Linked DNA regions of Mus musculus: region 1 is linked to region 2. The links are chromatin contacts, called in public HiChIP or PLAC-seq maps. All regions are on one chromosome and are shown on one strand. Each heading gives the region's core, a stretch centred on a gene start, on an enhancer-like site or on the middle of the called end of the contact. The rest is flanking DNA. Distances are from core to core; before and after follow the strand shown. Region 1 holds the start of Zfp551 (zinc fingr protein 551). Region 2 holds the start of Zfp329 (zinc finger protein 329).

Region 1 (5,623 bases), core at 1,280-3,779, 400 kb after region 2:
GTGTGTGTGTGTGTGTGTTTCAGGTTAACACCTTGGGTGTCCCTCAGTGTTGAATCATATTCTGGAAAGGATGATACGATCTCAGATCTCAGTTGAGGGGACTGGAAATGTGAGTGAAACTTAGCAAAAGGCCTTTGTCAGTGGTGGAAGAGGTGGAATGTCTGTTTTGTTATCTCTGAGTCCATCCTTCAGATGACTGTTGAGACATAGTTCTTTAAATGAACACAGCTGTCTGTGTAAACAAATAGGCTTTAGGTCTTATAGATACTTCTGTTGGACTCAAGATGTCCTGGAAGTTTGGGTTCTAAAATGTTGAACCAAACTCTCAGAGGACTAAAGTCTCAGGTGTCTTAAAAGTTTTCTTCCTAAGCTTTGTGAGAGGGTGTTTGCCTGCATGTATGTATGTGTACCATGTATTTTCAGGTGCCTGTGAAGACCAGAAATTGTTAAGTTCCCTGGAACATCAGCTAAAGATCGGGTGCTGAAAAATGAATCCTGCCCTCTACAAGAACAACAAATGCCCTTAACCACTGGGTTATCTTTTCAGACCCAAAGACAAATATTTTAAATAATTATTACATTGTATCTTTTGAAAACCAGGAATTAAATTGTATATGTATGGACTAATGAGTCATTTCATCAGGGATATAAACTAGGCCACATCTGGTGATGAATTCCATTTTTTAAAACTTAATCTAACGGGTATGGGTATTTTGCCTATATGTGTATCCGTGGATTGTTTGTAGGACTGGTTCCTGCAGAGGTCAGAAGAGGGGATCAGATCCTCTGGACGTGAAGTTACAGAAAGTTGTGAGCCACCATATAGCTACTTGGAATTGAACCTGGTTATTCTGCACGAGCAGCCAGTACTCTTAACTGATGACCCATCTATCTAGCTTAAATTCCAGATGTTGGGCCTCAAACCTGGAACAAAGAGCTAACTGAGGTACCTATTTAACATAATCAAAGTGGAGTTGGCTACCCGGTTCTCCTTTAGTCCCTACCTGTTGCAGGGTATGACTTTCCAGTTCAGGAAGTGGGCTGCCCTCCCTCCAGCTGCCCTTCACTATATAATCCAGCCATTTTGGTTACTTGATCTGTTTTTCTACTCTTGTCTCTCCTATCTCTCCTCTCCCCTACCCTCTCTCCTAGCACTGCCTATCTCAGGGTCATGTTCACTCTGGACTCTGTCTGGCAATGCTCTCCTCATGTGTACAACAAACCTCCTCCACCATATCTAGGAGCAAGGCATTTTTAAATTTTTAAAAAATTTCATTCAGCAGTTTCTTGACAAATATATATTTGGGGCAACTGGAAGACATAGTGAATTTATAAATTCTTAAGGCAACTGCTTCTTTGGAAGTTGAACAAGACATACTAAATGAAAAATATAAAATTGGATCTGCGCATTAGGCACAATCACTAGAAAATAGGTAGGAAAGCAGCTGTCTGTGGGAACAAGAGGCAAAGATGTCCCTTTAGCTTCTGATCTACGGTAGTCAAAACATTGTTCCTTATCTTCCATACAATGTACCCAATTAACATTGTTTTTGTCTTGTCATTAACTGAGTATACAGGGAGTTAAAAATTTAGTTATCAATGATTTTGAATGAAAGCGTTTGAACAGCAATAAAAATGCATATTATAGCCAAGCCAACAGTTTTTGCACACATATGTGTATGTGTACAAGTACGGGTACAGGCATGGGTATAGGTATGTATGTATGATGTACACACACACACACACACACACACACACACACAGAGAGAGAGAGAGAGAGAGAGAGAGAGAGAGAGAGAGAGCATTTGTGTGTGAGCACTGGTGAGGGGTTCTTAAAGGCACATGGGTGACACGAATATCTGAAATACCATAAAGTCTCATCCATCATGGATGGGATGACCTCTTGAGAACTGCATCATGGAGTCCCTGAGTGTATACATAAATATACAGATACACAAGCACACATATAGTGCCTAAACTACTATACGGAATATGTTCATTTGAATTTGTTTCTTTATAGCCTCTTGATGCACAAAGAACTTCATGGTGTCTGAAATAAGACATCATCACAGTGGCTATCAGCCATACAACAGATCCCAGGAATACTGAAACAGTTTTATTTAAGTATCTTTCCTCGCCAGAAAGCTGTAGTCACAAACTCATATAAGCATGCCTGTTTTCTTTTAAACTAAGTTCATAGGGGTCAGGCTTGGGGGCAGGGTACCTGCCTGGGGAGCGACGGAAACTACATTTCCCGGGATGCAATACGCGAGACGATGGGGGTGGAGTTGAGCCCGTGGAAATTCGGCATTTATTTGTATTATTATTTTTTGGGGTGTGTGTTTGTGGACTAGTGCGCGGTTCGTGTCTGGAGCTAGATTTCCAGCGTGGTCTTTTTGGTGGTCGTTTAGGCGTTTCTGAGGTTTGTTTACCTAACTGGAAGCTCGGCGAGGTGGGCAGTTCTTATGGCAGAGCGCAAAGAGCTGCTCTGTGTTACAGAGGCCCTGCTGAGGCCCAGCGACTCCGCCCACATGCCCCGAGCCAGGCCTAGGGAAGAGACCTCGGCGACCTGGTCCTTGCTTCCTCTACAGAATCCAATGGCTGTGGCCATGCACAGGAACATAGCCCAGGTAAGTGCTGCGTCTTGCGCTGTCACCCGAGCGCTAGAGCCCCGGAAGAGGCCCCATCATGACCCTGAAGTTCCTAGTTGGTGCTCCTGGCAGCAGAACAGCTGTGTGCAGGGGTTTGTGAGTGTTGCAGAGGGATGCCTCCTGAAAGGGCTGCTAGGCAGGGAAGATTTTGAGTCCTAGTAGCCAAGTGTTTGTAGAAGCAGTTGTGAGGTCGATTTGCACCTGAGGAATTTGAGTTTAATTCTTCAGACACCGGGAGCCAGTGAGAATTGTGAACAGAGATCCTATTCGGGAATAGGATTCTAAATTTTCCTGAAGTTACTCAGAGCAAGGACAAACAGGAGGAGATATGAGGGGCAGGAGAGAGTTGTGCCACCGGTGTGACAGCTCTCAGGTGAGATTCAGAATTGTGGACCACTGCATAGACAGATTTGTAGTAATCCCAGGCCTTCTGACCCCACGGTGATCAGGGTCACTGTGTGACTGAAGCCTGTGAAGACCGCCTATGGCTGCTAGATTCTAAGAGCCTCCTCCTTTTTTCAGGTTCCCCTGACTTCAGAACCAGTTATGGAGCTTGGCCTGGTAAGTGGATCCTGCCATTACCCTCATGCTACCAACAGGTTTTAGGTTAGTGGTGTCCTTGGTCTATTATCTCAGTGTGCCCTAGTAGCCTGGTGCCTTGCAGTCTTGAACAGGTTAGGTACATAACCCAGAGATGTGTAGGCTGTGAGTTGTATGAAATTCTTGGCAAGTGTGAACAGAAGTGTAGAAGGTTGCTTCTCCCACGGTGTGTGCCAGTATGTGCCTGTGCCTGAAGGGGAGACTGAATTACTTAGGCATGTGCAGAAAGATCTTTCTCCTTAGAATAAGGATCAGTGAGGTGAAGGTGTCAGACCCAGAATAATTCTCTGAAAAGCAGAATGTGTACTTTATATGTAGAAATGACAATGGGAAATTTGGGTGTGGAGAAGGCTGGCAAGCCAACTTATTCTCCTCAGGCTCCTTGTTGCCGGCTGCTGCACGGGAAACCGACTGTGGAAGAAGGGAAATGGTGTTGTGTAGACAGTAATTCTGTGGAGACATGAACAAGCATCTAGGAGTCCCAGATAGGGAAGAGAGGACAGACCAAAGTACAACTTGGTAAGCCAGTGAGCTTTACTGGGGTTACTTACAGGAGTATGAGTGAGGGAACATTAGATAGCCGTGTCAACAAAACCCACCCCAGCATGGATTGATGACTCTAGGAAACTGGAACCCTAGAGCACATGGTATAAACTTGGAGATAGTGTGACAGGTTTTAGTGTCTTTGCTAGGCATCACATCTGGTCTGATCACTTCGACTATCTCTGCTCTTTATACTGGGCTGAAAGGGGTCTAGTGCATCACAATGTAGCTCAAGCTAGCTTTGAACTTGTGACAGTCTCCTAAGTACTGGAATTATAGGCATGAGTTATAATACCCGGCTTCCACTGGTAATTGTTGGTGGGTGTCTTAGGGCTTTATCGCAGTGAAAAGACACCATGACTCTGGCAATTCTTAGAAAGGAAACATTTAATTGAGGTTGGCTTATAGTTTTAGAGGTTAGTCTGTTAACAGAAATATGTAATCTCAGTCAGTGGTTTTGCCCTCCCTTTGATCATTTGGTTCCTGGATAAATGATACACAACTTTTATTATTATAATAAGCCTTCATCAACACTAGAGCTGGGCAGATATCTACCCTCTATGCTATTAGAATCTATTTCTCCACCAATAACCCCAAGGCATAATTTGCCATGTTCCATCTGGGCAGCTCTTAACTCCAATTTGCTAGCCCTCATGGCTATATCATGATTTACCTAACCCATGGTGGCTTCCTCTTCTCTTCACCTTCTATCTGTTTGTGCTTTTGCTCAGACCTCAACCTTGAGAACCTCAAACCTGACCTGTGTCTCTTCTGCCCAGTTGGCTGTCAGTATCTTTATTTAATCAAGGACCAAGGTCATGCTGTACACATGTGTGGAATCTCTGTGGGCAACCAGGCTTTGGGGGTCAGTGTCTAGCATTACAATACATAGTAAATGACCAAACCTCAACATTAGTTCATTATTGTCCTGACAGGAAGCATGGCAGTGTGCATGTAGACATGGTGTTGGAGGAGCGAAGAGGTCTACATCTTGGTCTGCAGGCAGCAAAAGGAGACTGTGTCACTGGACATAGCTTGAGCAACTGAGACCTCAAAGCCCACCTCCATGATGATATACTTCCTCTAACAAGGTTACACCTCCTCCAACAAGGCCACACCTCCTAATAGTGCCACTCCCTCTAGGCCAAGTATTCAAATTCATGAGTCTACAGGGGCCAAATCTATTCAAAACACCACAGTGGGTGAGGTTGAACCAAAGAATAGCATCAGGTAGGATACCATCATTACAGGGTTGGGGCTGCTTTGTAGTGGGGTCTGTGAGAGGTTGGGGAATTCCTCAAGGACTCTGTGGATCCTATGTGTTGAGTAACCAATGGGTAGGCCAAGGGGCTGCTTCCAGTGTGTAGCTATGGTTGTATGTATAGAGAGGTGTGTGGAACAAAAAGGTGGAAGTGCAAATTGATGATCTCAAGGTCTTGACATAGTAATGAAAGTTGCAAATCCTTGTTTGGTTGTATATGGAATGAGGGATGGGCAGGACTACTGGGCAGTTCTATGGTAGTAAAGCATGCAGCTCTACATGCCAGGGCCAGAATTAGATGTTGCCTATCATCCTTCTATGTGTTAGTGATGGGCATGAGTAGTCAGTGAGATTGAGAACCTGGTGTAAGTAGTACTCAGGCCTATATCTCATCATGGGCAGATAAGATTAGATGGGAGATGTGCATTACATTGGAGTCTTCAGAAGGAAATGGATCATAAACTTCTTTTTTTCCTATGATTCAGGGCCATGTAATCCTGAGGGTGTAGCTGTGGGAATGAAATCATACAAGAAAAGTACGATTCAGAGAGCTGTGTTTGGGAGTAGG
Region 2 (5,095 bases), core at 557-3,056:
CTTCTCCCTCCCCCTCCCTCCCTACATCTGCTTCTTATGACTATTTTATCCCCCCTTCTAAGTGAGATTCAAGCACCCTCACTTGTGCCTTCCTTCTTGTATAGGGAAGTCAGTACAATTTTAGAGAGAGGTATATGCCTCATCTGTATATGGATAGAAGACCGAGTCATGGGCTGTTGCATCTTTCTCATTTAAGAAGCTGTCTTCTCAGAAAACGCAGGCTATCTGACCTGTGAACTTCTGGTGCTTCTGTCCTCTTTCCCATCTAACTGTGGGTGTACTGAAGTCATACAAAGATGTGTGACACTGTCCTGGGCTCCCCACCCCCTTTTTAAAATATGGTTCTGGGAATGGAACTCCTTGTCAGGTTTGCATAAAGCACTTTTACCCGAGGAACCATCATGTGTCCCGATCAAGTTTTGTTTTTGAACACTGTTTCACTTTGGAGCTTTGGCTCATCTGAACCTCACTATGTTGACCAGACTGGCCTCCAACTCAGAGGTCCACCTGCCTCTGCCTCCTAAGTGTTGGGATTAAAGGGATGTGCCACCATGCCCAACAGTTCACTGTGTTTCAAACACAGCTTTATAACCACCAGCACAACCAATGAAGAAATCTTTTATCACCCTAAACAGTCCCTTTTAGCAGATTCTGTTTTCCCATTTACAACTCTAATCTGCTTTTGTTGGTATTATTGTTTTTTAAAGAGACTTATTTATTTCTATTTTATGTGTATGGATGCTTTTTTTCCTGTATGTTTGTCTGTAACCCACTTATGGGCAGTGTCTGCAGACTTAAGAAGAGGACAACAGATCCCCTGGAACTGGAGTTACAGACTTTTGTGAGCTGTCATGTGGATGCTAGTAATCAAACCTTGCTCCTCTGGAAGTGCAGCCAGTGCTCTTAACTGCTGAGCCATCTCTTCAGTACTGTTTTCTTAAAAACAAAAGTTCGAGGCCAGCTTGGTCTACAGAGTGAGTTCCAGGACAGCCAGGGTTACATAGAGAAACCCTGTCTCAAAAAACCAACAAAACACAAAACACAAAACAAAACAAAACAACAAAACAAAACACAAAACATTTTATTTTTTTGTGTTCAAAATGGAGAAATTTAGTTGTAACTTTTTTGTTGGTTAATCTTCATTGTCAAATTGTCTGGGTTCAGAAACATCTAGGATATTGGTGAAATACACCTTTGACACGGGCTTGGAGCACTTATTGTTCTTCCAGAAGATTGGAGATTAATTCACAGCAACTAAGAGACAGCTTACAACTGTCTGTTATTCCAGCCCTCGAGAATCTGACACCTTTTTCTGGTCTTGAGGGCACTGCAGCATGTGATGCAGACATACATGCAGGCAAAACACTCATAAGGGGAAAAAAAAAAAAACATAGCTTACTTCCACTAATGATTGTCAAGAAAAGAGGTGTATTTGGCTGAATTTTAGTATTTTTCACCTATAATCGTGTTTTTGTTAAATTATGCAGTAAATAAAAAATAAGGCTCTAGAACAAAATTATAACATCAGGAGAGTCCTGGAGATGCTGAGGTAGGGGACTCTCATACTCTGAGCCAACCCTCTCAAAAGACAGAATCGTGGTAGAAAATGAATATCCATGAGTCATCAGTAACTTAGTTATAATTCTATAAATAAAGGTGAGGAGACGTTTCTTCCTGATCGCAATGCCTTGCTCCTGCCTCTCCGCAGCTGCAGGTACTGGTGCAAGACTCTCAGATCAGAGTGCACAGCAGTCAGAAGCAACTGAACCTCTAGGACGCGTGCGCGTCGCAGGACCAGGATCTGCGCATGCGCAGTTGTTGCGACCATGGCCGCCGCCGGCATCCTGTAGTGAGTCCTTCCGCGCCTCGGTGCCTTTCTGTTCCTTAGCTTCCCCTCTGAGTGTCTTGCGGGAGGGAGTCGAGGGGTGCTGGAGGGGTGGCGTGCAGAGCGTTTGGGTTTCACGCGGGCCGTGGGAGTTTCGGGCTCACCCGGAGGGTGTGAGCGGGGACATCGCTGTCCCCGCGGGTGTGTACACCCCCGGGTCGGAGGGGTCCCTGACTGGCTGGTGTAGATGCTCTCCGCGCTGCTGTCGGGTGAGGCTGTCCCTCTTTCCTGCTCGTTACTTAGGGCGTCCTTGTCTCGAGCCCCGCTGTTCTCGGAGGTTTTGCCGAGATCCTTTGGGCACCCGGCCCTTCTTATTTGCCGGTTTCAGGCTGAGTTGGCTGCCAGACTCCAATGAGCGACGGGGCTGTTTTCCATGGAATCTTCTAGGTGGCTTTCCCTTAACTCTGTTGATACTTGCAAAATCAGTCAATCAATCAATCAATCAATCAGCCTATCCGTCCATCCATCATCTATTTAACTATCCCTCCTCCCCTCCCCAGGGAGGTTCATGTATCATCCCTCCTTTGCTTTGTTCCTTCTCTAGTTTGCTGTTTCTTCCTTGGTTTTCAATGGTTTTATTTCCCTGGAAAAACACACTTTTGTTCATCCTCCTCCAACAACTTTTCCTCCATTCTCCCCCTGCCTTCTCCTAGTCTTCTAATTTGAAAGATTTCACACCCACAGCTAAATTGCAGGCATAATTTAATAGATAATGACGAAACCATCCGGGTTATCACGTATTAACATTTTGCTACATTGGCTTTTCCTTTCTTTTAAACACATGCCCACTATAGTTTACACACATAATGAATGTAGCACAGGCAGGCATGATAGTGTGTGTGTGGGCTGGGTTACTAGAAGTAATACTTTGAATATTCTGACACTACACATTGAAATTCTTTAGTGATGATTCTCTTTAAAATGTGAACCTTGCTTTTTTTTTTTTTCCTTTTCCATGAGCAAAGGAGAATGGGTATCCTACCATCCTCCCAGTGGCCACATGAATGAAATTAATGTTAATCTTGTGAGGTTGGAGAGACTCGGTGGTTAAGAGCACTTGCTGCTCTTCAGAGGACTTGAGTTTGGTTTCCAGCACCCAAGCTTTGGGACTTATAGCACCTGTAGGTCCAGCTCCAAAGGATTTACCCAGGTATCCAACGCACTGTTCTGGCTTTAGAGAGTGTCAACACATAGGTGACATTCACTCATATGGACACACATATACCAATATGTAAAAAGAAATGTTTCAGAACAAAAGTCTCTGCCAACAACCTTAACTGCCTGTTTAATCCTCAAGAGGACATGGAATTCCATGCCCCCACCCTGATCTATGATAGAATGTTATTGGGACCAATCATTGTATAACTTATATATATATAAGTTTAAAAATTTTTTTTAAAACTGCATTGTGCCAAGGTTCATTCCAGGATCATGTGTGGCATTAAGTTTGTCTTTTCAATCACCTTCAACTATTAATGCTATTTCTCTTTGATAATTTTGTAATTTTAAAAAAAGATTTATTTATTTTATGTATGTGAGTACACTGTAGCTGTACAGATGGTTGTGAGCCTTCATGTGGTTGTTGGGAATTGAATTTTTAAGACCTTTGTCCTGCTCACTCTGGTCAACTCTGCTCGCTCCGGCCCAAAGATTTATTTATTATTATATGTAAGTACACTGTAGCTGGCTTCAGACACAGCAGAAGAGGGCGTCAGATCTCATTACGGGTGGTTGTGAGCCACCATGTGATTGCTGGGATTTGAACTCAGGACCTTTGGAAGAGCAGTCAGTGCTCTTACCCGCTGAGCCATCTCACCAGACCAATTTTGTAATGTTTTGATGGATGTTTCTTACAAGACATAGGGTGTTATCTTGTGGGGTGTGCCTTTGTTTAGTTCACTGACAATCCTTTTCTTGCCTTGCAGATAATCACATAAGTAAAACACGTAAAGTTGGTAGTGGTCAATTTTTGGTCATGTGGTTAAAGTGCTTGCTGTTATTAGTAAATCATTCTTGGGGTTGCTACTTTAAATTCTTTGTTACTGTTTTGATTTTTAAATGCCCAATATTCCTGGTTTTTCCTCGTTTTCAAATTGTTAGATGTTTCTTTTTCTTTTTTTCTTTTGGTATGTTTTATACTTACAGTCTTTTAGAGAAGTTCTTTACCCTGGTAACTTGGATAACTCCTTAGTTCTGTATTTTGCTTTATATCTTTTCTTAGCTCAGTATTTTACCTTAAGACCTCTCTCTCCGTCTCCCCTGTGCCCCCCGCCCCCTGGCACCCTGTGTGTGTGGGGGGTTGGTTTTGAACTAACACCTTGTGTATGCTGGGCAGTCATTGTCCTTGAGCTACATGATTTTAGCCATTCTAAGGTTTATGGAGACCCCTGCCCCATAAGTCTTTTCTGCATCCTCTTATAAATGTGAATGTGAGAATGTGTGTGAATTAGGAATTAGAATATTTTTCTCATCTGAAAAAGCAGTAAAAGAACTATGCATGTCTCTTGTTAGACATGGCGATGGTGCCTGCCATCCCAGCACTTGAGAGATGAGCAGTTTCTACACAAGCTCGGCACAGCCTGGCAACTGTTAATTTTTCTTCTGAACTCTTAATGAATATACCATCAGCTGGTGAGTAGGCAAATAGGTCTGACCCTGGTCAGCACACTTAAATCAACAATAACAAAAACCTGGCTATGTGGGTGTACCATGTAGTTTATCCTCTGAAGGGATATAGTTAAGTTTTTTTTTTTTTTTTTCTTTTTCTTTTTCTTTTTCTTTTCTTGAGACAGGGTCTCACCGTTTAACCTTGGCTTGACAGGAACTTGCAGTGTGGACCAGGCTGGCTTGAACTCAGAGATCCACCCATCTCTGCCTCCTGGGTGCTGGGATTTAAGGTCAGTGCCACCATGCCTGTCAAGTTTAGAATTTTTTTTTTTAAAGATTTATTTATTTATTTATTTATTATATGCAAGTACACTGTAGCTGTCCCCAGACGCACCAGAAGAGGGCATCAGATCTCATCATGGGTGGCTGTGAGCCACCATGTGGTCGCCAGGACCCGAACCTCGGACCTTCGGAAGAGCAGTCGGGCGCTCCCACCCACTGAGCCATCTCACCAGCCCGAGTTTAGAATTTTTTTCATCAATGCCCCCCAGAAGAAAACTCATTAACTATCACTTTTATCTTCTCCATTTCTCTTTGATATAG

The links. HiChIP or PLAC-seq counts read pairs in DNA pulled down with a chosen protein or histone mark.
Region 1: a contact with region 2 is called in an H3K4me3 HiChIP or PLAC-seq map of embryonic stem cells, with 4 times the contacts expected there. The contact joins the promoter of Zfp551 here to the promoter of Zfp329 in region 2. A contact is called at or near these places in 5 of 39 promoter capture datasets (the 3T3-L1 cell line, cranial neural crest, embryonic stem cells and 2 more), 3 of 484 Hi-C or Micro-C datasets (cortical neurons, forebrain and uterus), 5 of 115 datasets of contacts at active chromatin or transcription factors (embryonic stem cells, large pre-B cells, neural progenitor cells and 1 more) and 1 of 9 other capture datasets (adipose tissue).

The regions. Positions count from the first base shown.
Region 1 is chr7:12,419,397-12,425,019 of GRCm38.p6, reverse strand. Zfp551 (zinc fingr protein 551) reads left to right here and starts at 2,529. Exons shown (of 4, transcript NM_001033820.3): 1 at 2,529-2,630; 2 at 3,174-3,212. The coding sequence starts at 2,532.
Region 2 is chr7:12,815,571-12,820,665 of GRCm38.p6, reverse strand. It overlaps Zfp329 (zinc finger protein 329), which reads left to right and starts at 1,806. Exons shown (of 2, transcript NM_026046.3): 1 at 1,806-1,849.